Regions from separate parts of the Mus musculus genome. Here region 2 is linked to region 1. A link is a contact called in public ChIA-PET data. All regions are on one chromosome and are shown on one strand. Each heading gives the region's core, a stretch centred on a gene start, on an enhancer-like site or on the middle of the called end of the contact. The rest is flanking DNA. Distances are from core to core; before and after follow the strand shown.

Region 1 (6,206 bases), core at 3,219-5,718:
CTTATACATCAGAGGACCATTGCTTAGAGGCCGCAAGACCCACAGTGGGCAGGGACTTCCCGTATCAATCATTAACCAAGAGCCCTATGGACTTCTCTTCTGAGGTTCCTCTTTCCAGATAATTCTAGCTTGGGTCAAGTTAACAAAACAAAGCCAGCTAGGACTCCCTGCAATACCTTCTGAAAAGAAGAGGAGGCCATTTTGTGTAGGGCTCAGGAGATGTTGGTTCAAGAGAGAGGACTTCTATGGGACAGGCTCTTGGGGCTGGTTCCTCGGCTATGGTAAAATTTAAGTTAGCATTGCATTTGGCGCTCTATCTGAAAGACCATCAGTAGTCTGATAGTTTTGATACGCTGACGTCTGCCATTTGCTTACAGCCAGAACACTGTTGTTGGAGCAGTTTCCCAATTGACAGAAAGTATCCTTAGCCCAGGGGTTAGGGTCATTCATTCTTCTCCCCAGGTTTTGCTACAGTTTTTCATTTTGAGTTTAGTAGCAGAGAGGCTGAACCTTAACTATAGCCCAGAACAGGATAACCATTTCCAGAAAAGTCCTGTAGAGTAGCAATTGCGCAAAGGCCAGTCTGAGGGGGTAGTATGAAGGTCACAGGGTTCCTGCTCAGCTAGGGCTTAGCTGGTTGTTTCCTGGAGAGCAGCTGGGGGTCCTCCATTGCCTCACAGGCGCATGGACCTGCTTCTGGAGATACGATTGCTGGATTCTTCTCAGGTGGGGACACTGTGTGAGCTGTCAAGTCTCAACCCTGATGTGATGGATCCAGGAGTCTACATGCGTGACCTTAGTGACCACAGGAGTGGATAAAATGACAGGATCCTTATTGGCGCTTAGGGAAGGTGTCTCTTTGATTGTTTTGTTACAAGAACTACATCCCCAGGTGGGGTGGGGTGGCGAGGGAAGTCTCCACAGTCCTCATTTCTAGGTCTCATTTAAGTTCTGAGAGGACATGCTGGAACTTGGCTGATGGGTGATCTATGTTACCAGCTAGTTAGTTTCAAGATCATGTAACAAACCCCTTGAGAGGAAAGTCTCCCAGAGATTGCTTCACAGGGGGAGTTTTGGAGGACGAAGGACTAGACAAGAAGATTCAGTCAGTATAGTTATAGAGTTAGATAAGGGTCCCCCGGCCCCGCCCACCCCGGAGGGAGGGGAGCCAAACCACAGACAGCTGTAAGGTAGCAAGATCTAGGTAACAATTGTGGGCCAGTTTTAGCTGGTCTTGATGGTAAGTGAAAGGACTCTGGCTGACGTGAGAGTGGCCAGCATGACAGGAGTGGAGGGTGTGTTTAGCACAGCTCTGGTGGGCCTTGCCCTTCCCCCATCCCCTCTGTCTTGCTAACAAACCATTAGATTACATCCTTAAAGCTACCCACAAGGTCTATTCCCTTTTTTTAGCCACTTCCTCCTCCTGAAGCTGACTACCAAGGTCCAGCTATCAAAGTGTTGAAGTCCAGCAATCAAAAGCTCTCTTTAAGGGCTGGAGAGATGGCTCAGTGGTCAAGAGCTCTGACTGCTCTCTTCCAGAGGTCCAGAGTTCAAATCCCAGCAACCATATGGTGGCTCACAACCATCTGCAAAGGGGTCTGATGCCCTCTTCTGGTGTGTGTCTGAAGAGAGCAATCATATACGTAAAATAAATAAATACATAAATCTTTTTTTTTTTTTTTTTTGAGACATGGTTTCTCTGTATAGCCCTGGCTGTCCTGGAACTCACTTTGTAGACCAGGCTGGCCTCGAACTCAGAAATCTGCCTACCTCTGCCTCCAGAGTGCTGGGATTAAAAACATGTGCCACCATGCTGGCTCATAAATCATTTTTAAAAAGCTCCTTTGGCTCACTTAATTCATATGTCCAATTAAAATTAAACACCTCATCCTAACACTGTCTTTCCCCTTTGCCTTTATAAACCGCCATTTTCCTATGGTCCACATCTGTCTCCTCTCTATCCAGAGGCTGTCCTTTGTCTCGCTCCAGGACAAACAGTTCTGTCCCCTCTCCCTCTTTCCCTTCCCCTTCTTCCTCATCCTCTATCTCCTGCCTTTGTCCCTTCTCCCCTGTCCTTTGTCCCTCTGAAGTAAATAAGTCTTCGTTGTGTTGAGAACTTGGTCTTGGGCATCCTGAGCTGATACTTTTCCTAACAGTGAGGAAAGTTGACCACAGGGAACCTCAGACCATTTCTCTCTGTTTTGCAGAATCGATCCAGCTGAGGGGCAGTATTACAATTGAGGCTTCTCTGGAGGCAGGCTTTTCCCCCCGTCACCCATGGGGTATTGCGATTATGCCTCCTGACAAAAGAAAATCCGGGGTTTTGTTTGAGTGTCTGTCTTAGTTACGGTTTACTGCTGTGAACAGATGCCATGACCAAGGCAACTCTTATAAGGACGGCATTTAATTGGGGCTGGCTTACAGGTTCAGAGGTTCAGCCCATTATCATCAATGTGGGAACATGGCAGCATCTAGGCAGGCATGGTGCAGGAGGAGCTGAGAGTTCTACATCTTCATCTGAAGGCTGCTAGGGAAATACTGGCTTCCAGGCAGCTAGGGTGAGGGTCTTAAAGCTCACATCCACAGTGACACACCTACTCCAACTAGGCCACACCTCCTAATAGTGCCACTCCCTGGGCCAAGCATATACAAACCATCACAGTATCTGAAGGACCAAGTCTTCCCAGTGTTTGAGAAGGCAGGTGATTTGCAACTTCAGCAACCAGAAGAGGGAAGACAGAGAAAGCCTACCCCACCCCTAGTCCACACCTCCCCATGGCTCAGCTCCTGCCATCTCCTGGTTCCTCCTTTAGTCTTTCTTATGGCCATGACACCCTTCTGTGTTCTGTAGCTGTGCTTGCATCAAAGATATTTTTGATGTAGTCATTCTTCAACACACTTGCTTTGCTATGTGAGGTTTATAAAGGCTTATCTGTCACAGAGTGGGTGACTCCTCAATGAGGAGCATCCTAAAGCCATCAATGGCAGAACTGTGATTGGGAGGGGAAAATGGCCACGGTCCCAAGGACCATTAAGATAGAAGAGTCCATGGCTCAAGAAGTAGACATTCCAAGGGCACTATTGGATACCTGCACAGCAATATCCACTGACTTCCAAAGGTCCCTGTCCATAAAGACTAGGCCAGAGGCAGTTAAGGGGATATGCTAACTGGTTTTGTGTGTCAACTTGATACAACCTAGAGTTTGCACAGAGAAAGGATCTTCAGTTGAGGAAATACCTCCATGAGCTCAAGCTGTAAGGCATGTTCTCAATGAATGATCAAGGCAGGCAGGGGAGGGCCCATCCCTGGGCTGGTGGTCCTGGGTTCTAGAAGAATGCAAGCTGAGCAAGCCATGAGGAGCAAGCAAGCCAGTAAGCAGCACCCCTCCATGGCCTCTGCATCAGCTCCTGCCTCCAGGTTTCTGCCCTGCTTGAGTTCCTGTCCTGACTTCCTTTGGTGATGAGCAGCAATGTGGAAGTGTATGCTGAACAAACCCTTTCCTCCTGAACCTGCTTTTTTTGGTGATGTTGTTTTGTCACAGCAACAAAACCCTGAGACTGGGATGATGTTTGAGGTGGGAAAAGAAGCATCAGACAATGACCAGTAAAGATTCCCACTTCCCTTTCTGCACAGCTTTAAAGTAACTATGGGAGAACACTGCGGACTCACTCCCACTGAATGTACTGCCTGTTAAATGAGTTCACTAACCATAAAAGGACTGATGTCTGCCACTTTCTGCTCAGAGACTTCCTTTACTCACTCCCTATCTCCACATAGAGGCCAAACGCAGGCAGGAAAGAGAAGTGTGCCTCGGGACCAAAGAGGACTGCATCACTAGTCCATTTTAAAAGCTGTCGCACGTAAAAACATGGTACAAGTAGCTGGTTTTGCATGGCTTCAGTTGCAAGCCCAACACCATGGAAGTGCAGGAGGCACAGTCAATGGGCGCAGGCATGGGGGAGGTGTGACCTTCCCCGTGGGCCTTTCCCAGGAGCATAGTCCAGCAGGTACAGGGGAAAGAACAGCCAGCAATGGCAAGCAGAGAATCCGCTATTTGCCACCGTTCCTCCTCAAGATGTTTGGTTCGTTGGGTTCTAATCCCAGGGTTAGGTTTGGTTAGGAGTGACAATACCATTCCCCGGTTCTGCATGGAATAAGTTCAAGGAGGAAGCTTCTCCTAGGAGGGCAAGTGCACTGTTCCCTGCTCCTGGAGGGGGCGGGGCTGACTGTTCCCTGCTCCTGGAGGAGGCGGGGCTGACTGAGGCTTCCGGAAGTGCTCCTTGTGGTCGGAGAGGGGACCGGCAGATGGGCATGCTCCCTTCTGAGTGCTGCTTTGAGATGTTCAGTCGGGTATCCCAACCTTGAGTAAGGTTCTTCTCAAAGCCCAGAGGAGCTGTACCTGGGGATGCTGGTGCGCCTGTAGGGGAGCCACGAGCTTGCTGCATGGGACAGACAGAGAAACCAACATCCGGGAAAGACAGACGGTGGCGGTGGTGCAAGATGTCGAGAAAGTAAAAGTAATTTCCTCATTGGCACAGCAAACAGCTCCGAGGGGGATGGGAGTCTCCGGAGGTGTCTGGCCTTTCATGGAGCCTTGGGGTCCTCACCTTTGTTGGGATTCAGACCCGGGACAAACAGCTGAGGTGAATATTTAACATACCAAAGTAGACTTGGCTTCCAGGTTCTCCCAGCATTCCTCAGTCCCTCCCTAGCAGACCCTGAACTTTTCAGCCACAGAACTGTGTGAGGCAGCTCTATTTTGGACCAAGAAAGACTCTCCTTCTCTACAGATGAGTTGGAGATGCACACTTTGTAGAAAAGCCTTGAAGACACTAAAATAGGGGGAAGGCATGGGCACTGGCAGTTTTTCGGTGACCTTCCAGTGGAACACTACACAGCCTTGCAAATTTATTTTAAAAAGACCTATGGCAGGTGGATAAAATAATAGCCATAGCAGGCAGTGGTGGTGCACACCTTTAATCCCAGCACTTGGGAGGCAGAGGCAGGTGGATCTCTGAGTTTGAGGCCAGCCTGGTCTACAGAGTGAGTTCCAGGACAGCCAGGACTACACAGAGAAACCCTGTCTGAAAAAGCAAAAACAAAAAAAGAAAAAAAAAAAAGATAGTCATGAGCTACTAAAGTAGCCACCCAGGTATAGTCTCTTCATCACAGGCCTCTGCTCCCTGAAGCTTGCCCACGGCTGTTACAGACCACAGGCTAATAATGGGCTCCTCACAGCACGGCCTTGCCCAGAATCTCACAGAGAGGGACGGTGTGCCAAGGACCTTAAACTACTGACTACTGACACTCCGAGAGCAGACACTTGGGCACAGGCTTCTGAGCTGACCTCCCCTAGACACATCCCAGGCTGCACCAGTGCAGCAGCAAGCATGCCCGGGACTGTTTTCAATCCAGGAGCAACAGTTTTATGTACACCAAGTGACAACCCAAGGTCCAGCAGAACAGAATCCCAGAGGGCAGGATGACCTGAGAAGAAAAGCTTCCCTGAGCTGACAGGATTTTAATGCCCCATTTCATGGCTATATAAGGAAGCCATGGGTCCTTCTTCTCAAGCTGTCAGTGTACGGCAGTGCAGTAGAGTTTCCTCAACAAAACAGAATTAAACTTCTCTGTCCTCTCTGAACACTGTGACTGAGTCCCTCTACTTTGGCAAGGCAATGTTGCCCTGGCCTGCCTCGAAAGATCATGCTGGAGACTGCTGGCCATTTGACAGTAATGACAGTAATGACAGTAAGGAGCTAACGCCTGCAAAGCTCGCCCAAGAAAACTGGCCTAGAGCCAACCTTACAGGCCTGTAACCTGTGCCCTAGTTCCAAAGGCAGGTCACTAATCTTGTTTAGGCTAACAAAGGCACTTCCTCTTAGACAAGGAACGTCAGCCATAGGGACATTCAAGTAGGAAGGAATTCTCTTAAATACATAGACAGGACAGGCGAATGCAACATTTCTTAGGTTTGCTTCCTAGTCAAAAAAAAAAAAAAAAAAAAAAGAACTTTTAAAGCTACGTTCTATTGCACCAGTAGCTACTTAGCACTGCACAATTCTAGACTGAAAAGGAAGCCTTTAGGGTCACCTAACATCAAACCACACCTACCCAGATACACAGGCCGACCATACGGAGAACCGCCATTTTATTACCTCCAATAATCTACGAGACTTTGATTGTGTCAGGACTTCTGACTTTG
Region 2 (6,166 bases), core at 1,896-4,395, 260 kb after region 1:
TTGATTGCTAGGCTTCACATGAAAGCTTACAACTCCAGTTCCAGGGGAACACACACACACACACACACACACACACACACACACACCTGTATATAGCTCATGGTGTTTTTTAGGGGTAGGAGTATCAGTATTTAAGTTGTGTGAGCGGGATGGGATTGCAGGGGAGGGATAGGGGACAAAGCAAGGATGGAAGGAAAGTGTGTGTTAGGGTGTGAGAATCACCAGAGACAATATGAGCTTTAGGTTCAGAGAAAGGAAAAGCCAACAGAAAGAACTTTCCCAGTGACACTCATGTTATAGCACAACACATGCAGAATTAAAGTATAAAAGCATAAATTAAAAAAAAAACCACCCTAATCAGAGGGCAATTATTAAACCAAATAAAAAGTTATATTCAAAAACTAATAAAATAAAGAGATTTTTAAAAACCCTAAAAACAAAATTGGAAAAAAGTGAGCAATGTAATGAAAACAGACGATATTGTGCCCCAAGTCAGTATTTCATCCTGATTGGGGCTTCCTGTTTCATAGGCTTGCTTTCTTTATGTCCTTTCCTCCTTCCCTCCCTCCTCCACCACATACACCTTACACCACCCTCCAAAATTGGTGGTGAGTGTTGCTAGTCTCAGTGATTCAAGCATGTTAAACCATCCAATCCTACCAGAGAGAAGGGTTTTGTGGTTGAAGACCCTGTACTTTTAGTCTTTTTCTGTCAACTTGACATAAGTTTGGGTCCTCTGGGAAGAAGGAATTTCAATCGAGGACCCTCCTCCAGCAGATTGGCCTGTAGGCAAATCTATGGGGCATTTCTTGATTAGTGATTGGCATGGGAGAGCCCCACCCATTGTACGGGGGCCACCTCTGGGCAGGAGGTCCTCAGAGTGTAGCTCAACGTGAATCCAAGAGCAGGCCAGTTAGCCGCTTTCTCTCCTCCGAGGTCCCTGCTTCTACTCCTGCTTGAGTTCCTACACTGACTTCCATCAACGGTGGTCTGTGATTGACTGTGTAAACCAAACGAACCCTCTCCTGCCCACGTTGGTTTTTTCTGTGGTGTTTTTATGACAGCAAAAGAGAGTGCAGGCCCAGGCAGCCACTTTCTTGCCAGACTCTCTGGTGTCTGATTCCCAAGGTTGATATTTTTGGGGCTCTGTGGGATCATTTGGTCTCTGTAGGGTTGTCTTTGCCTGAGACCCTGAGGTCATATGAAGGGCCTACCCACCTACATTCACCTTTCTTCAGTGCCTCTGGAAGTTCCACCACGCACACATCGTAGGTTCTCAACCCCTAGACTCCACAGCTTGCCCCTCATTGTGGACATGGGGGTGGAGTGGAGGTATAATGTGTTACAAGCTAGAGAGATCTCCCAGCTTCAGACTCCTAACACAATTTTGCAGTCTCCACCATCTGTGCTGTTGGGGATTCACTGTCATCAAGATGGTACTGCAGGTTCCGAGTTCTGCGGTGCCCTCCCTCCCGCCCCTCCGACCCCTTGCTCCTCTGGGCTGTGGAGGTGAGAGAATGGTGGACACTGCTTGTCTCTCACCTGAAGACTCTCAGGCCCCTTTCCGATCCTGTGCCCACAGCTTCCTGTGTTACAGTCATTTGTTCAGTCCAGACAGACTGAATTCTCCATCCAGTTTGGGTTTCTAGTAGCAGACACTATTTCTCCTGCTGGGTCTATGGCTACCTGCGCTCAGAGTTTTTGAACAAGATTCTCTTGGGGGGGATGGAGCTCAGCGTGAGCAGGTTAATAAGGCTGGAGGTGCTAGCTGGCCTTTGTGGGGAACATCCCACCTAGTTTTATTCCTGTTTTCTGTAACTGTTTCCCTTACTACTCTCTCAGTGGCTTTTCGTCATGACTTTCTTTCATCTGATCCCACGGGGCCAGGGGTGGGGGGATTCTTATTACCATCCTGCCACCGTGACCTTAAAGCACCGATACCCTGGTTTGGCTTGGTTTTGTTTGCTTGTTTGTTTTGAGTCAGGGTCTCACTGTGTAGTCTTGGCTGCTTCAGAATCTTTAAGGAGAGCAGGCTGGCCTCTAATTCACAGAGATCCACCTGCCTCTGCCACTGGAGTGCTAAAATCGAAGGTCTGCCCAGCAGGAGAAATAGTGTCTGCTAACTAGAAGTCTGTTCTTAGGGGTAGGAACCATTTAATTTAAAAGGCAGATATCTGGAATGAAGGGAATGTCCATCCAGGATGCTATCTCCCCTAACCCTCTATTCCATGCTGTTTACTGGCAATAGGTTCTGGGGGCGGATGAAGGACTGAATAAACAGTCAGGAAACAGGAACAGTGAATTTTTTTTTTCTGAGTTCAATCTACAGACCTGCAATTTAGTGATTCATGTCTGGCCTTTTGCATCCAGCCAGCATCCTGCCTTTCAGTGCTTGTTGTAGACAAATAGAAGATAAAATATTTTCTGGGCTACTCCTAATAAGGCTTCCTCGAATTTGTGGTCGTCTTCCTCCAACCTCCAGGGAAGTTCTCTGATCTACTGGATAATAAAAAGAAAGCTTAATAAACACGACTTTGGCTAGCCCTTTCTCACTGAAGGGAGTAGTTTTGTGGCTGTTGTCTGGGATGCTAATCAGAATGAAGGAAGTTCATTTTAGCTGATTTTAAAAAAAAGTCTAAAAGTTGTTCTCTGCTTTATTTTGTAGAATAAGGAATAGTTTTTGAAGAGCAAAGAAGCAAACTCTGTCTTTTTTACATTCAGTTTTAAGGTGGACTATAATTTTTAATGCCTATACTGTAAGCACGTTATGATTTCCCAAAATAACTTAAGCGCAGTGCATACACTCGACTGACAACCTTTTGTTGTACCAACAATATTGTAATGACAAGAGCAGAAACCAAACAAGAGAAAGAAAAAGACCCTCTCTGATCTGCCACTTTAGTTAATGGCTCTTGATGTTGCTTTCCGGTTCCTGTCAATCTGGCGGTCTAATCTTCAGATGGTTACAATCTTTCACAGTGGTCTGACTTTGCAAGGCAAAGGTTGCTACTGGTGTTTTGTAAACCTTTCCTTAGCTGCTTTGCAGTTCTAAAAGCCAAGACATTTTTGTTAGAAGACTGCCAGAGAGTGATGGGTTTCTTCAAAGAAGTGTCTTAACCTCTGCGGTGAGAGGTGTCAGTTCTTAGCATCAGTGCCACCACGGAGTGCTGCTGGGTTGCACTTTTATTGCTTCAAGGAAGATAACAGCAGGTCAGGGACAAACAGAGAAAGGATCAGAGGACACAGGACTACGCTGGGGTCCCTGGGAACCGAGAAGACCTCAAGACTCCCTTTTCTGTTCTCAGAAACACAAAGGGAAAGATTTTTCAGTGCTGCTTGGCTGAACGGGAGGTGGCCTTCCAGAGGCGAGGAGTCCAGAAGGACATCTAAGATTGCCGGCAGCCAGTCTTGTGAAAGCATCTTCTCATGTGCGGACCCCTCCGCTCAGACGACTACAGCTTGTGTCAACTTGACATAAACTAGCCAGCTCTCTGTTGGCACAGGTTTTGTGGGAGGGGCTGGGATCTCCGTACGTGACAAGCCCACAAAGATCTGCTCTGAGGAAGCCACCAGCCTAGTGGAGAAGACAGAAGTCTCACTCAAAGCATGGTGTAAATTCAAAATTAAGTCTACAATAGGTGCAAAGAGCCAGAGTGCAAGGGGACTAGGCAGACCATGATCTGGGCATGAAAGCATCCCTGAGGAGCACTGGCAGCCTCAATAGAAAAAATAATCTTGACTAGGTTATGGTTGTGTCTTAGTCAGGGTTTCTATTCCTGCACAAACATCATGACCAAGAGGCAAGTTGGGGAGGAAAGGGTTTATTCGGCTTACACTTCCACGTTGCTGTTCATCACCAAAGGAAGTCAGGACTGGAACTCAAGCAGGCCAGGAAGTAGGAGCTGATGCAGAGGCCATGGAGGGATGTTCCTTGCTGGCTTGCTTCCTTCCCCTGGCTTGCTCAGCTTGCTTTCCTATAGAAGTCAAGACTACCAGCCTAGGGATGGCACCACCTACAATGGGCCCTCCCCACTTGATCACCAACCAAGAAAATGCCCCACAGCTGGATCTCATGGAGGCACTCCCCCAGCTGAAGTTTCTTTCTCTGTTATACCTCCAGCCTGTGTCTAGTTGACACACAAAACCAGCCAGTACAGGTTGCTACCCGGTTGTAATGTGTTAGGTCCATAGTGAAAAGTGTCCCAGTGAGGTCTGGACTCATATTACCATGTGGGTAGGCATCGGTTTAGGGGCAGCATGGGGCTCGTTACTGAGCATTCAGTCAAGTGGGTGGTGTAGAGAGGATAGGGTTATAACTCAGTTGATTCCAAAGCCTGGGCACTGGCTTTACGTCATCCCATCTTCTGCCCTGTCGCCGTAGATACCAGCAAGGGAGAAAGACGTTGGGAAGGCTGTACCAGGCAGGTAGAACAGTGTGTGGGGACCTTTCTGCTGGAAGAAACCTAGCAGTATGCGAGGAGGAAAAGGGAGGGTCTTTCCCCATTGTTTTAAGTATGACTGGTGGAATGTAGCGGCATTTCAAGATCTCCTATGCTATGTTAGGTGTAAAAACCAAACCAACCAACCAAAACCAAAAACAAAACAAGACACCCAAACCAAGACTGATTCTCAGTGGCAATTGGAAGACTTGTGATCACTGCACCATGACCCATCCTCTACTGTCAAGAACTACTCCTTGGACTTGATCTTTTGGAAACTGGGGTTGTGATTTGCTTAGATTTCCTATACCCAACAGGATGGATTGCCTGCAGTGGGTCCTTGGAATGGGTAGACCAATATTAGGCGCCGTAGTACATGTGACAGACAGGATACTTTCCACTCTTGAAGAAAAGGAGCCAGTAGTCAGATCTGTGTTTATTTTATTTCAGTAACCTGAGAAAAAGTGACAATGTTGGTCTCAAAGAACTGGAAAAGGGATGGTGTGGACTGCTGGGTAGCTGTTTCTGCCAAGTGGCATGGAGGAAAAGCGAGAGGCCGTGGGTAAGAGATGTGTGAAGGTTTGACAACTGCAGGCGGGAGTCCCCGTGGTGGCAATCTCTGTGGGATTCTTTCCTTTGCAACCTGCTGGCAAAAGCTCTGTGTAGAGAGGGGCTTTGTTTCCAGTAAGGACTTGAGGTGTCGGTTACACAGAACTTTGTTTTCAGAAGCCTGCACGTGCAAACTGAGGTTGGTGACTCCTTGGTCTCTGAATGGAAAAGGCCACAACTCTCATATCCCCCAAATTATCCCTAAGGATATAAAACATCTAGTACCTTGCAAGATTTTTTTCTCTCTAGGGCACGAATTCCTCTCTCCTCCCTTTTCAATAAACCAAGTTATGACTAAAACTTTAGGATAGAAAGAGAGCCCCAGTGAGCATGTCCTCCGCCACCCTCCCAACGTGGCCACTGAGTCACAGGAAAGACATTCAGGACGAGAGACCTCAGGCCCTGGGAGGCAGGGCTGGATCCAGCTCTCGGTAAGGTTATTCTTTCTATCTAGAAACTTGCTGTTTTCCAGAGAGGTCCTTTAAAAGGGCTGAACCACTTCAGTTCTGTCCTTGGCCACAGACAGTGGCTTGGTGGTTGGCAGGGGAGCGTTTTGTTCTCGGCACGTTACTGATTTGCCTTTCCGTGACACGCAGGCGGGTGGCACCGTGCCCAGGACTTCAGTACAGAGGCCACCCCTAGATCCGGTCAAGCCTCATCTGAGCACAGAAGATCCATATTTGAGGAAAGTCAGCACCAAGAAAAGACATGCGACTTATCTGTCCCGGGACATTCGTTTGTAAAATGGGAACCATGATAATATATAACACAATAACTTCACTGTTTTGCCAAGTGGCCACACTGACCAAGTGACAGATGAAGGAGCAACACAGCCAAACCATTAAAAAAAAACAATGTGAAATACTAAACGTGTCATACTGACGCAGTGTCCTCTTCGGCTTCCCTTCCATCTTGAAAGAGGCACTACCCTTCTCCGCTGAGCACCCCAAAGTGTAAGCACGCACGTGCCCAAGCGTCTAAACATGGCTCACAGCTTTGCGCCCTGCAGAAGCAAGAAACAGTTTTTCTTAAGTTTGAAGTCTTTGCTCAAACACAGTTTGCAATGTTTTGGGAACCGGAGCCAAGCTCTGTTGAATGCTTATGAGACATTTTGCTTA

The links. ChIA-PET counts read pairs in DNA pulled down with a chosen protein or histone mark.
Region 2: an RNA polymerase II ChIA-PET map of memory CD8 T cells shows a contact between it and region 1, with 10 read pairs. The contact joins two enhancer-like sites. A contact is called at or near these places in 1 of 484 Hi-C or Micro-C datasets (the C2C12 cell line), 1 of 115 datasets of contacts at active chromatin or transcription factors (memory CD8 T cells) and 1 of 9 other capture datasets (liver).

The regions. Positions count from the first base shown.
Region 1 is chr15:96,562,688-96,568,893 of GRCm38.p6, forward strand. No RefSeq gene overlaps it. Among named protein-coding and RNA genes, the nearest start is that of Gm32457, 16 kb to the right of the region's middle. Within about 2 kb of position 4,469, at least 105 of the 459 cell types and tissues checked have an H3K27ac peak or open chromatin away from gene starts, as enhancers often do. A contact at or near this core is called in memory CD8 T cells, where this site is marked.
Region 2 is chr15:96,824,591-96,830,756 of GRCm38.p6, forward strand. Gm32564 (a long non-coding RNA gene) reads left to right here. Exons shown (of 3, transcript XR_384399.2): 2 at 4,890-5,001. Among named protein-coding and RNA genes, the nearest start is that of Gm32564, 9.0 kb to the left of the region's middle. Within about 2 kb of position 3,146, at least 16 of the 459 cell types and tissues checked have an H3K27ac peak or open chromatin away from gene starts, as enhancers often do. A contact at or near this core is called in memory CD8 T cells, where this site is marked.